Linked DNA regions of Mus musculus: region 2 is linked to region 1. The links are chromatin contacts, called in public HiChIP or PLAC-seq maps. All regions are on one chromosome and are shown on one strand. Each heading gives the region's core, a stretch centred on a gene start, on an enhancer-like site or on the middle of the called end of the contact. The rest is flanking DNA. Distances are from core to core; before and after follow the strand shown.

What was found. HiChIP or PLAC-seq counts read pairs in DNA pulled down with a chosen protein or histone mark.
Region 2: an H3K27ac HiChIP or PLAC-seq map of embryonic stem cells shows a contact between it and region 1, with 2.3 times the contacts expected there. The contact joins two enhancer-like sites. A contact is called at or near these places in 3 of 484 Hi-C or Micro-C datasets (embryonic stem cells and pancreatic cancer cells), 1 of 115 datasets of contacts at active chromatin or transcription factors (embryonic stem cells) and 1 of 9 other capture datasets (liver).

What each region holds. Positions count from the first base shown.
Region 1 is chr5:28,196,367-28,203,638 of GRCm38.p6, forward strand. Cnpy1 (canopy FGF signaling regulator 1) reads right to left here. Exons shown (of 3, transcript NM_001310511.1): 3 at 4,453-7,070. The coding sequence ends at 7,033. Among named protein-coding and RNA genes, the nearest start is that of Gm35395, 9.8 kb to the left of the region's middle. Within about 2 kb of position 3,290, at least 3 of the 459 cell types and tissues checked have an H3K27ac peak or open chromatin away from gene starts, as enhancers often do. A contact at or near this core is called in embryonic stem cells, where this site is marked.
Region 2 is chr5:28,394,519-28,401,790 of GRCm38.p6, forward strand. Rbm33 (RNA binding motif protein 33) reads left to right here. Exons shown (of 19, transcript NM_028234.1): 15 at 1-152. Among named protein-coding and RNA genes, the nearest start is that of 9530036O11Rik, 69 kb to the right of the region's middle. Within about 2 kb of position 4,408, at least 55 of the 459 cell types and tissues checked have an H3K27ac peak or open chromatin away from gene starts, as enhancers often do. A contact at or near this core is called in embryonic stem cells, where this site is marked.

The DNA of each region.
Region 1 (7,272 bases), core at 2,040-4,539:
GGACTGCAGCACCTCACCTACCAGGCACTTCCAGGCAGCATCTGCTCCTTTGCAATGTCATTGGAGGGGAGCTTCTGGAACTTGCAAAAAATGGAGGAACAAAACACTAATCCCTTTATTGTTTATAAGAAGAAAACATCGAAGGCAGTCGCAGAGAATGAAGTAAAAATGCCAGAGCCACTGACGGTTGTGTTGTGAGGCACTGAGATTCATTTACACACGCTGAAGAGATGGAAAAAAAAAAAGGCAGTCTAATTCACACAAGCCCATGTATGTGACCATCTGCAGGAATGTGTTGAAACAGTCTCTGGGTTATGGGACTTAGGACAAAGTTTGTCTGCTTTTTAAAATCTGCACTTTCTAAATATATGTATTCCTTTTCACTTAAACAAAAATACACAAGTGTTTGCTTCTACATTTTTTTTTATTTTGTTTGGTCTGTTTCTTTTCACTTTTGTTTGTTTTGTTTTGTTTTGTTTTTGTTTTTTGGGCCAGGGTCTCACTATACTTCTGAGGCTGGTCTCAAACTTGAAATGCTCCTGCCTCAGGTTTCCAATGGGATTACATCATGCCTGATGCTTAGTCTAGGCTTTTTTTATTTGTTTAAGATTACTCCTTTTAAAATTTTAGATCTATTTTAAGTATCTGAGTGTTTTGCCTGCAAGTACGTGAGTGCATTGTGTATGTCCTGGTGCCTGTGGAGTTCAGAGGGGGCATCATAGTCCTTGTAACTAGAGTTTCATATGATTGTATGCCACCATGTAGGTTCTGGGAACTGTATTCAGGTCCTGTACAAGAATCTACTCACCATAGTAGACACTCCCATGTCAGGCCTAAAGAGGACAAAAGAAGCAGAGGTCAACTGGCTGCAGGTCCTGAGTCAGACAACCATTCATGGCAGACCAGCTGGCCAAGGGGTCCTGTCCCCTCTTGTGCACTCTACCCAGCCAGGCTTCGAAGAGTCTTAAATCAGGAAGGAAACAGCCTCTTTATCCTCCCATCCACAGAGCTTGTGCTCACCTTGACATTCAAGCAGTGCCCACTCTGTGCCTCCAGGCCAGCAGGAGTACTGTCTGTGGGACAGCCAGCCCCACAGCTGTTCTGTGTGATTCCTTCTAGAGGCTTGACCCAACACTTCTCATCTTCCTGGAACCCAGACTTACCTGCAGTTGGGGAGCCTGTCACCGAGCTCAGAGGCATGCATGTAACTTGAGTTTTCAGCCAATATGAAGCCCAGCAAGGACAAGGCCTGAATAAGGCGTTCAGGGGTAAAAGACAAGGTTGGGGCACCTCTCTTCTGCCTGCAGCCCCTGCTGTCTCTTGTCTCCCTGCTTCTTGTCAGAAGCTGAGATGCTGAGGGTTTGTCACCTCCTCTTATTGGGGTGCTCAGTGTGCTGTTCTTCACTTAACCCATGATGCCTGAACCCTGTCAGGGACCAGGGTTTCTCTGGAGACTCCTCACAGCATTCCAGCTGGCCATCCTTCTTGCTACAAGCCAGTCTCCACTTTCCTCTCTCTGCTACATCAACTGTGCATCCTGATCAAGTCCATCTCAGGGGAGTTCCCAGTGGCTGGGTATCCCCCATGACCGCTCTTACCTGCCACAGCAAGGCTAGCATACTTAGGTTAACCAGAAGGCTCCTAACCACTGGAGATCATTTCTCATCCTGGACCTAGTATGGACATTACAAGACTGACTTCTTTTGTGATCAAAGAGCTGTTGGGACAAAGGGCACATTTTATATTTTTGAATGGTGGAACCTGAGGTCTATGTGTGGAGGATTAGATGGAGAGAGGAGAGGCAGCTATTCTGAATCAATCATCTACCACCCAGTACGACTAGCCAGGTCCCAAAGTGAGCTGTCCACCTTGCCTTTCTCCAGATGTGGCATAGTGAATCTTGGATTTATAGTCCAGCCTATGAGATGCACCAGAGCTGTGCACTGGGAATTCGAGGTGTAAATCAATAAGATAGTAATAGGAAGGGGCCCAGCCCCCAGCTCATCACTCATCCTTCAGATAAGGCTTTGTCTGAGACACACTGTTCCCTTGGGACCCTTATTGACTGTCCAGAATAGCTCTTGTTCAAGGACACAGGCTGCTCAGAGGGGGCTGAGGGTTGGTAAGGGAACCCAGAGAATAAATAGGCAGATCTAACTCCTTGTCCACTGTCCCCAGCTCTGCCTGTCCCTGGCCTTGGCTCCGCTGCATGGTGGGCAGAGCTGTGACAGATCTCCAACTCTCCCAACTTCCTGCCCTGACAGGAGAGTAGAGCTGCTCACCACAGGAGGAAGTGTTTTTGTCTGGGAATCAATCATCAGGAACTATACAGAAAGAATGGAGTGGAGATTTGTGTGATGTGAGACTCACTCACTGGACGAGAGAAGAGCAAGACTTGGAAACAATGTGAACCTGCATTCAGTCCCATGCTGCCCACACACAGCCCTCCCCCTGAGCTCTGCCTCCACTCTGCTGTGTCCATGCTGAAGGGCTTGGGGGCCAGCATCCACTCACTCACCTCTTCCCTCCAGCCCAGTGCTGCTTAGCTCAAAGGCTTTTCCATCCCACTGGTGGGTATGCACAAGAGAGATACGCCACCAGCCCGTGATCAGCCCTAGTCCAGGCCAGGTATGGGTTCCCAGGCTAGGACCCACTAGGGGAATGATGGCACTAACTGGATATCTCCTTTGCCCACTGTTTGGAGTGTCACTTACAAAGCATACTGGACCCATTAATGTTAGGATATTTGTAACCAGGGTTTTGATTACATTTAAGCCAGTTGAAGCGTCTGTTTTTATTCTAATTATCTGTTACCCTGTGTGGGACCTGCTTTTGTATCAGAGTTCCCATCTTAATAGAGCTTTTGTTAAATGGGAGCAGATAGTCTATTTCCTAGTGTTGTGCTTTCTTCCATAACCCAGGGGTGCCAGAGTGCCTCAGCTGTGTCTTCCGGTGAAGAACAACAGAGCCATAAAGATGACCTCCACAAGATTGTTGACTGAGATCTGTTACTGCAGCGTCACTTTGGGATTACAGTCTCCCTTTATCTGCTGATTTCAGAAAATGCGCTGTGGAGAAATTCCCACTCACTCTGAAAGCTGCTGAGGCAAACCACCACAGAAAACGCCAGGAGTGTGTTGTGCTGCTTGAAGCCCTAGCCTTGCTATTGTGATGTTTAAAGTTAGCAACAATTGTTTAACTTCTGCCTTATGCTCTGAGTCCCAGCCATGCTCAATTGGCTGACTTTGGACATTCATTCCTCAACATGGGGAGATGAGCCTGCCCTAGGGGACACTTCAGCCCCCTCAGTAGCTCTTTGGGAAGGAATGTGCACCGCCCAGATTCCAGTTCTTCCCCCTCAGTGGCTGGAGGGAACAAGACCATCCACGGAGTCATTTGCTTTCCTAGTCAGGCTTCTGTTGCTTGCTGTGTTTGGAGGGCACAAAAGATCAGATAGGCTGTTTTAGATCTGTGGCCCACAATCCTGGCACACTACAAGATTCTGTCTTCCACAGAACTTTTGTTTTTCAGCAAGTTAATATTTGAAAATATTTTTACAGCTATCTTACTGTTGAGATGGGATCATTTCTGTTGTAATTTAAAGTATTTTTCTCTTTCTGAAATGGTCTTGAAGACAATTCTTCAAGATGAGAAGTATAGTAATGTTGTGTTTTCTGGATGGACTTACATTTCCAGATACCATTTCTCCAGGATTTTTCTAGAGTCATCAAATCTCCAAATATGCTTCCCATCTCCCAATTTTATTTATTTCCCTATGTGTTTAACCTTTATATCTAAGTTTCTTTCTACTTATGTATTTACCTACCCATCTACCCACTAATCCATCCATCCATCTGCCTACCCACTGACCTATCTGTTTGTCCACTTAACTCACCTACCGACTTATCTATCCATCCATCCAACCACCATCCAGTTACCCTCCTACTGACCCACCCATTCATCCAATTATCCATCCATCCATGATCCAGTTACCCACCACTGACCCATCCATCCCATCCAACCCATCTACCAAGCATCCATCCATCACCCATTCTTCCACTCACTTCTGGACTTTCTCAGATAATCAGAAGAGGAGCGAGACTGCCTCCAATTACTGCCCTTCTAAGGCAAACCTCCTGCCAGTGATGATGAAGTAACAGGAAGTAGCTTAACCAACATTACATAAAGGCCATCACCTTTCCCACAGGACAGAAGATGACAAAGCATGACCGTGACCCCTGCCTCACACAGGTCTAGGACGGGGCAGGAAGTACTTCAGCGAGACCATGCCATTTACTGTATCTTTTCCTAGCTGATTCTTAGGCCATATTTCAGCTACATTTATTGCATTTGATCTTTTCTATTCACCTTTTTCCTTGGTCTAAAAGCAAATACACTTAAGAAGAGAATTATATTGCAGTCAGGAAGTTATAACAAAACCACACTGGTCTCTTACAAGTATAGTTTTCTTGCAATAATTTAATGTACCTACTAATAGTGCCACATTCTACTGATTGGCCTTTAACATTTCTAAGTCTAAGATTAGCTTACAAGTTTATATCAAGTTTAAGAGCAGACCAACAAACATATACAAGATTGACTTCCCCCAATATCCTACCATAATTTGAATTTTGAGACTGATACACAGCTAAACTTTTGTTGTTGTTGTTGTTACATGGAACTATGTGTGAGAATAACACAGTAGGAGCAGAGACACAGGTCAGAGCTCCTGCTTTGGCTATGTCTTAGGACTTGTCTCAAAAAAGGGTGGGTGTTTCTTGTTGGGACTTTGGCTTGGTTCGACCCTCTACTCGCCAGTGAAATGGGTTCAGCAGTCTTGGCTTGTTCTTAGCAAACAGCAACTTGCAGAACAAAGCTAAGCATCTTGTTTTGGCCAGCTTGATATGTGGATTGTGAGAATACAGGTTCAAGCATGGCTTACACGCTTCCTCTAACACAAGTTCCCCCTTCCTGACTTCGATTACTCACCCTGACTTTCAAGGAACATTAATGTTGTTGTTATTAATTTTTTGACCCAGATCTATGCTGATTTTTGCTAACTCTGAGAAATTTTCATCTTGCTGCTTGGCACTTGTTTCATTTGCTTGCTTTTAGTGTTGAGTGGTTCTCTCTGGCTATTCATCTTACTTTGTATTTGGTGTCATTTTAAAGTCAGGAGAATGGCAGCCAGTACAGCTTCTCTCTCCTATGGCTACTTCCCAGCAAAGCAGGCATCTCACAAGAAACAGGCAGAGAGACAGTGGCTCTGGCTAATTCTCAATCAAACCAAGATTTAATCAGCAACTCAGTAATCCATAGGCATTTACATGAGCTCAACAAGCTTGGTATGGAAAAGAATTTAAAAAAAAAATGAGTCATGAGTTAGCCAAACAACTGGTAAGATCTAAGACCCTGCTTGGTGAGAAATCCAGGACAATTTCCAATGCCGAGAGCCTGACGCTCCATCTGCACAAAGGTGCCAGAAGAGCAGCCTGATAACCGCACCCTCTCAGCCTTGTTCCCATAAGGCAAATCTTACAAAACGGGACCCTAGGATGCATGTCCTAATAAAGCCTAAGTAAAACAATGCTAAAAAGACTTCCTACCTCAAATGCTGATTAATCTTACAGGTTATAGAAATAAGATACAAGGACCAGGTTCCCCCCTCCCGTTTTGTGGCATCTCCACTATAGCTCAGAATATGCTTTAAATAACATGTTTCTTTCCCCACTGGGAGGTAGCATCACCTGTCCTTGTATCTCTTCTTCCTTGTCCATTTGGAGCACAGAATCTCAGGGTTACAGGGGGCCTATAATACAACTAACCACAGACACTTTGCAAAAGCACAGATTTTCTCAGATTCCCAGATAAACAAGTGACATTTAAGACTTAAGACTAAGGGGAAGGAAAAAAATAGAAATCTCTTCCTTTTATGTTGGTAAAATTTTGCAAATATAAAGATTATTCTGGCCAAGGAGCCCAGTTCATGACCTAAATAGTGTCTTTTCTGGATGGTTTTATAAACAACCATTTTAGCTCTTCTGGTAAAACGATTGCCTGTTATTCATGCAAGTTTCAATGACAGTGGTGACAATTTCTTTAATTAAACAGGTGTAACCTGTACCCACACATGCTGAATAATTAAAGTTCAATTCCACTGAATGCAAATTTAGCAGAGACAATGAGAACACCCAGGAGAAACTGTTATTACATTTTGTTACAGTAAGTGTGGTAAAGGTTAATATCCCTCCACATCCAAAAATAAATACATAAATAAAAGTCCCATAAAAGAGTGACAAATCAGCCAGTAGGAAAATTTATACACTATGATCAGTGAGGGGAAAACAAACCAAGAGAGACTCAAGCAAGACAAAAACGTGTTCGGTGCCGAATTTTTTGAAACCCACTATGTGATAGCCTTTGGAATCATCTGAACTCAGGGCCAGTAAACTCTGATATGATGGCCAGTCGACTGTGCGACGTATTCACTCTTTTATCGGTTCTATCGAATCTTAGTTCTAAAATATAAGAGTTTCCAGATCTGTAAGTCCCATTCCTGACTGAGAGGGGTGGCTTTAAAACCACCACACAGAACCTTTTGGAATAACCAGCCCACGGCATTTGTTACAACTGAATACCTTGAATTTGTGGCTGATCAAGAATTTGAGAAATCAAACTGAGTTCTTCTGAAACTGCAAACTGTGTATGGACATGTCAGGCTCATTTGCTCAGACCCACCCTTAATTTCCTACTGACTTCAAGAAATAGCTTTGCCCTTTTCCCACGGCCAGATTTAATGCTCTATTGCCAACCCAGCTTCCATCCAAATATGCAAAGGGGTGTTCTGTTTTATAAACTTCTCTTCACCTAAGAGAAGACTTGGGGTTTGTCACGATGCCAAGCAAGAGATTTTCAAACCAATATCACGCATGAGACAAGAACAGCAGACAGAAGATGAACTTCCTTATCACGGCAGTCACACGATGTGGAGGCACACAGTGACCTGTTGGGCTGACTCCACTCCTCTCATACCTAGGGTTCAGGGCTGTTGGTAGGAGTGCCACATAGATCTGGAAAAAGAGTAAGGTGTCACTAACCAGTAAATCCCAGGCCACCGAGCCGTTTTTCTCTCCTCAGAAAGCCCATGCCAGCGGCAGCACATTTTAAAGATTTTCTTATTAAAAATTGTAAATACATGGAAAATTAGAAAGGAACATATTTCCAACACCTACATGGATCCCAAGTCCAGTTTCCAGAAAGATTCATGGGCCA
Region 2 (7,272 bases), core at 3,158-5,657, 200 kb after region 1:
CACAGGCCGCCAGAGTGACATCCCTTCAGGGCCGGCCTCAGGACACCAAGCCAGGGGTGAAGAGGACTGTCATGCACAGGGCCAACAGTGGAGGTGGTGGAGATGGGCCACATGTCAGCTCCAAGGTCAGGGTGATTAAGTTGTCTGGAGGGGTAAGTTGACAAATTTTATGAATTTCTCTGTAAATTTGTTTGCTTTAGAGGATATTAGTCTTTATAAGAAGAGTTGAACGTGAACTCTGGTAGAGTCACGTAGATTAACCAAACCTAAGATTTAAGTTCTACTTCTATATGAACCCATATTGTCTCAGCTGCCTTGCGTCTAGTCAAAGGCCATTGAGTCATCCTGCAGCTATACCTTTCTCAGTTTTAGCTTTTTTATATATGTAATATATTAAAATATATATTATATAAATTATATAACATATATTATATAAATATATATTTATATATTTTATATATGTAATATATAAAATATAATATATAAAAACAGTGCTCTCATAATCCAACAATGAAACTATCAAGTTTGTCATAGGTGTGCTTATTCCTTTAATTCCAGCACACAAGAGGCAGAAATAGGCAGATCTCTATGAGGCCATTCTGTTCTACAGAGTGAGTTCAAGGCAGCCATGGCTAGACAAAGAAATCCCATCTCAAAAAAATTGTTACACACAGAGTAGTTGTTTATAGCATTTATGTATGTATGGTCAGAGGGGGTGGACCCGCTTTTGAGCCACATACTTGTCTGTGTAATTGCTGTGCTCTGTAGCAGTGATACCTGTTGTATGCATTTCACCTTGTAAACTAAGTTAGTGATTGGCTAAAGGCACAACATTTGTACAGTAGAAAAAGGAAAAGGGCCTGCAATTCCACCCAGGAAGTGCAGCAGTGCCACTTGGTGTATGAAATGCTATATATGTGGTTTGCTTATCAATTAGCTGAGTATGAGGAGAGAGAAAACAGAATTTCTCCCATGTGATTTAAGTATATGTCTATAGAATAATGTCAAGTAAATTACATATGTAGAATACTCAGTGAGTATCCACAATCCTGTTTTATCTGAATGTTTTCCTCTTGTCACATTTAACATCTGAAGCTGCTATGTTCAGTGGCACAGTAAAGTTTGTATAATGGTTTCCTAGCTTTGGGCATTTATTTATTTATTTAAAAATTTTTATTAGATATTTTCTTCATTTACATTTTGAATGCTATTCCCTTTCCTAGTTTCCTCTCCTAAAGTCCCCCTCACCCACCCCTGCCCTGCTCCCCAACTCACCCACCCCCACTTCCTGGCCCTGGCATTCCCCTGTACTGGGGCATATGATCTTCCCAAGACCAAGGGCCTCTCCTCCCATTGATGGCCGACTAGGTTGGGCCTTTATTTTAAACTTGAAGGTTTAGTCTGTCTCACTGACTTAAAAGCTCAAGAGAAGATGACTACTGGTGGCAATAAGACTTCCTCACTGGTGGGAAGAACTGTGTAGATAGATGCTCTGCCATAGAAGTTAAGTATCTACCCATAGGCAGCAGCATTTTAAACTAGAAAGCATACTTCCTTTAAAAAGAAAAAAACTGTATATACTTAAAATTATTTCTTTGCTCCAATGTAAAAACAAAGCTAAGTCATTTAATATGAAATTTATTTGTGATTTTGCTTCATTACTGCGTACTTTTATGGCAAATAGGAAAAACAGTCTTTTGAATTTCCACTTAAGTGGCCACCAGTCACTTTGGAACGGTTCTATCTAACCTTTCTTTTTTTGACTCTTAAGTACTGATGTGCATTTTTAGCAGCTCTTCTACTTCTGTGTTGGCAACTTTGATCAACCTGATGAGTCTCTGGTGGTGTTCGCTCTTTATCTTGAGTAAATAGTATTTCCCAAATACTACCTCCTCTAAGTGGATAGGAACTGTTAGTAAGAGAACATATAATTGTGGGTTAGTTGCAAAATGTGCCTAATTAGGACAATTCAGAAAGTAAGTAGCTGTGTGTTCCAGTGTCTGGTGCTATCACATATTTGACTTTTATCATTTCCTTTAGTTGCTACTAGGTATCAACCATAGTTGTCCTCTTCCTGGCACTGGCATCACCCTAGGGCTCAGCTCTGTGCTCTGCCTCTAAGAATCTAGCTATGAGTCTGTACTGAGTCAGGCATCACAGTCGGGCAACCTGAGAATGAGAGGAGGAGAAGCTTGTAAGTGACATCTGTGTGAAAGGTTTTAGTTTTCCAGTTCACTGTTTGAATTATGGCATTTTCTTGTTGGCTGAATTCTATTTTGCTAGAAGCTCTTGACTAATAGTAGGGTAAAAGTACAATATATAGCTTATAAAGTTTCTTAAAGAAAACTTAATGTGTTTTCTTTTTGATTCTTATTTTTTAGGAGGTGGGGTGGTTTCTTACTGTTTCCTAGAGTGGTCTCAAACTTGTTACCCTCCTCCCTCAGCCTCTTGCATTCTTGGATTGCAGGCATGCACCACACACACACACACACACACACACACACACACACACACACACACACCTCTTGGATTGCAGGCATGCACCACACACATCACACACACACACATACACGCACACGTGCGCATATACTTGACCACATATGTCTGTCTGTCTGTATAATCTGTTTTCCAATGGTCTTATGTGACCTTATGAAAGGGTTGCTAGACATGCCCCCAGGGATCATAACACACAGGTTAAAACTGCTGCTTCAGTTGTAGAGAGGGGTGTGTTTGTGTGTTCCTAAATAAATAAATGCAATCTGTTTGTCCTGTATAATGTTACTTGTATTTTTCAGGGCTGACCATTGGAGAACGTTTTATTATAAGGCAGAAGTTAGCTCATGCTTCCTAAGAGAGCTGCCTCCTTTATGGCTATCTAACAGAAAATCTATGTAACTAAATTGAAAGCGCTCAATAGTTCCTTTTGGCAGTCATTCTCTAGCCAGGCTTTTTGACCAGTACTACTTAAGAACATGAGTCTCTGTGCTTAGCTCTAGCCAGCTGTTGTTATACCTCATACCAGTTGTGAATGACTCAACTTCTTTGGGCTTGTGTGTGTGACTTATAACCTGTGAGCCTGGTGTGACTCGCAGTGGGTGTTTCTTGTCTTTCATAGCTAATTTAAAAATTAAATCATTCATCTTTGCATATTTCATTTTGATTTTTGAGATAGGGTTTCATGTAGTTCTGAATTTGCTATGTAGTTTGAATTCCTGATGTTTTTGCCTACATTACCAGATACAAGAATTAAAGTGGGTTGCCACTATACCCGACTTTCTTGAATTTTTTTTAAATCGTGAAAGATGGAGAGTCTGAGTTTAAGACAGTAGATTTTAGTCATTTCTTTAATTATGTTACCTTTAAAGATGTTTTCATTCATTTGTCTTCTAGTTGTTGTACATTAGTTCTTTTTATTGGAATTATTTAGGTCCTCTTTATTAAAACAATTTCATCGTGATAATAGGAAACAATCCTAAAGATTTTCACAAGAATGATTTCTTGGGGGCTGGAGAGATGGCTCAGTGGTTAAGAGTACTGGCTTGTCTTCTAGAGGTCTTGAGTTCAATTCCCAGCAACCACAAGGTAGCTCACAACTGTCTATACTAGGATCTGATGCCCTCTTCTGGCATGAAAGTGTCTGTACGGATAGAGCACTCATTTACATAAAATAAATAATTTTTTTCTCTTAAGAATAACTTCTTGATATTCTGTGTACTTGTGATGGCTGGATCACTGTTCAGTTATGCCTGGAGGAAGATGCTGTGTTTCATATAGAGCTTGTTGTTGGCACCATATCTGGCATTGACTGCTCTGAAACTCATTTTTTATAGCACATAGAACTTGAAGCTCTCCTTCTCCAGGGTCACAAGCTAGCCTTCTGTGTGATCATCTGACACATAAAAGCTTCCCTGCTTTTGCTATAGAAAAACCCATGCTTGGGTAGTTGTCTATCTTGGCTGCTTCTGGGATTCTGTGCTGCTGCTGTTTCTTCTTTCTCTTCATCATCACCATCTTCATCATCATCTCAATTTTCTGCCTATAAATGCTAGGTCTGGTGGCTGGGAGGAGTTCTAGAAGAAAATCGGTGGCAGATTAAAGTGTTCCTGAGGATTTAAAGAGGTCTGTGCTTCCTGCTGGCATTTGCAATGGCTACTGTTTGTCTAGGGTTGAGCATGTGCCACTCACATTTTCATTTCACTGTGGAGCAAACTGAGTCTCCACATAACGAAGCAGTAGGTCCAGACATCTGGTTGGGTTCAATTCTGAGTCTTGGCCCTATTTAATAATAAAAGCAAAGGTAGGAAACATCAAAAGTTTATTTCCTGTGACTGCTGGGACCATCAGTCCTTCTCTGATTAACCTTAGAAACAAGCAGTTAAAACAAAGCCTTCAGCCTCTTCTGGCTCCTGAGAGGTGAAACCCAGCTCACCTCTGAGTGACCTTGGTTACTTGATTTACATCTTTGCTTATCAGTAAAACAAAGGCCTAGTTCCTTTCCGGGAACTATCCTTTGGTTGAAGGGAGAAAGTGGAAAGTAGGCAGATACTTTATCCTGATCCCGGTTATGAAAGATTTAGAAATTTGGCAGCAAACTAAGTAAACAGTTGTCTTCTTTGAGCACATGGAGAAGTGGGAGAGACTCAGGACCCCCACCCAGCAGGAAAGCTGGCTGGTCCGCAGTGGGCTTCTTTGTATTTGTTTTTAAAGGCTGTCCTACTATCCCGTGGAAGACCTCAGTTGATCTATGGGAGCTTGCTTTGGAAAATGGGGTGAATTTGTCCCTCTTCTTCCCTGTCTTAGAGAGGCAGTGAGGGTATCTCCGTCCTTCTCACCAGGCTTCCTTTAGAGACAGTGTGTGGGTCCCTCTTTCTGTGGGTCACAGGCTAAATTTCGTTTTGTTACATCTTGGATGAAAGAGAAAATTTGAGGCCTTGTCCCTTTCCCACATCCACCAGGGGTTTCTATCTTGTACTGCATTTGCTCCTCCACCCCCACCCTCTGTCTCTCTGTATTTCAATGTCCATTTATGACTAAGTAATTTCTCTTCCTCCGGTGGTTTATGAGAAGATTGGAGGTACAGAGTGCTGCCTTAGGCCAGAGGCACTAGAGACTGTAGCTACACACTGTATAGTGCACCAGCCTAGCCTGGGGTCTCACCCAGAGCCATATGTTTGATTTCTGGTCTCCTTTTAGTCTGGAGCAGTCTCTTGGTTTTTATGTTGCTTGCCTTTGACCTTTTAAAAGACTACAGTCTGTGATTTTTGTGGCCTTTGCTGTAATTTACATCTTATCTATTGCTTCTTCTGATATGTTTGAGGTTGTTTGTGTTTGGCAGGCTCGACATAGAAGGGAATGTGTCCTTGGTGTGGCTGTGCAGACTTGCCCTATATTGCTGAGATTAGCTTTAATGACTTAGGTGAGGCAGTGTTTGCCAAGTCTTTTCTACAGCTGGCCTTACCCACTGTAAGTTGTAGTTGGGAAGGAGCTCTGAGTGCCCCACTTACTACACTATCTTCTTACCATCCAGCACTGATGTGTCCAGTTCTAGTGTGCCTTGTGTATCTGCTCTTACTTGTTCATTTTCTTAACTTTAGTCAGCTTTGTGAGGTTTGGGTTTTTCAGTGAACTGTCACGGCCATTATTTACGTTGATGCTAGATCTCATCATGATTCGCTAGAGGGGCTCTCTTCTTATTGGCTTCTGTGTCCATAGAGAACTCTCCATTGTTCTTTGAATGTATGCTTATTTCCCTATACTCAAACTCTTGTTTGATGTGTCTCAGCCTTTTTCTGTGTGGCTCTGGGGTGGGTCTTTTCTTTAGAAGTCTTTAGTTCCTTGGAACACAGATAACAGGGGCTGCTGTGTTCATCAGCTTCTCATTACTGTGAAAAGGTGAGTAATTGGTTTTAAAGAAGAAAAAAGGTTTACCTTGTCTCACCAAGTCAGGTTTTGAGCCACAGTTTCTAAGCCTCACCTCTTCAGCGTTATACAGAGAAGGCCTTCTTTTCTCCTAGCAGCTGGGCAGAGGAAGAGAAAGGAGCTGAGGTCATCTCAAAAATCTCTCCAGTCATTAGCTTTCCCTGAGATGACACGAAAAAATATTTGCCCATGGATTACAGTGACAGACAAAATACAATTCTACCCAAATCCACCTTGGTAAGCCAATGAGTTTACAGAGCATAGAGGAAGGGTAACTTACAAGGATGTAAGTGACCTCCAAGTTGTATCACTACCATGTCCCACTCCATTGTAGACAACGACCTCATAAAAGATGCATCATGGAGTTCTACTTTTCAGTGAAGCTCCCATGTCTTATATATGCTAGCATTTCCTAAGATCATTTATAGCTGCAGGAGGGCAGGAAAGAGCCATGGCAGAATCCTAGGTGAGACTCTGGGACCATCTCTTCCATTACAATTACAATGACCCATTGTAACCATTATTTTGCCCTGGCTGCTGAGCCATAGTATTCTCTATCCCAAGATGGCCTCATGTTATGCTTAGGAAGAAAAGTGCCATATAACTGGGGCACTTTCTGATGCCCTATTCAGTCTTCCAGGAACACCACAGGTTGGAGATCAACCACATCTTTAACCATGGCCTTTGGAGGATATGTAAGATCATGGCTATCAGTGGTCAGGACACCATTGTCCTTAATGCAGGTCTGTGCTTTGTTCTGGGAGTTGCAAAGATCATCAAGTTGCAATCATCAAGGTACTGCTGAGCCGGCTGGGTTTTACTGAGATTTCCTATATCTTGAAAGATTATTGGCAGACAATATATACATATGTATATCTTTTTTTTTCTTTTACTACATTCTATTAGAGTTATATGGTAGTCAAAGAGAAATCGAATATATTTGAATCTTTGAAGTGAGTCTCTTTTGTACCTCAGGGGCTAGCCAAGATCTGCTTCTGTGATACTACTAGCCAGGACATAGGACACTTAATGGGAGGAGAGGCTATCTGGGGACTTGCCCTTCAGGGTAAGATCTTTGGATTCTAGTGTTTATGCATTTTGGTGAGGCTTCTGGCTGCCCCAGTTACTCAGGGAGGAAGGACATGCTAACAGCAGTGAGATCTAATAAGAGCCTGCAGAGAAGCCATGGTCTCAGTTGTCACAGCAGATATGACATGAACTGAGGCACTAGGCATTTGTGGTGATTGAGCTGCATACAAAAGCAGGCCTGCCTTTGTGGATGGAGCTCTGTAGTAAACTGAGCACTCCGTGGATTTTGAGTGTATAATAGGTACAAGCAGAAGTAAAGTGGGA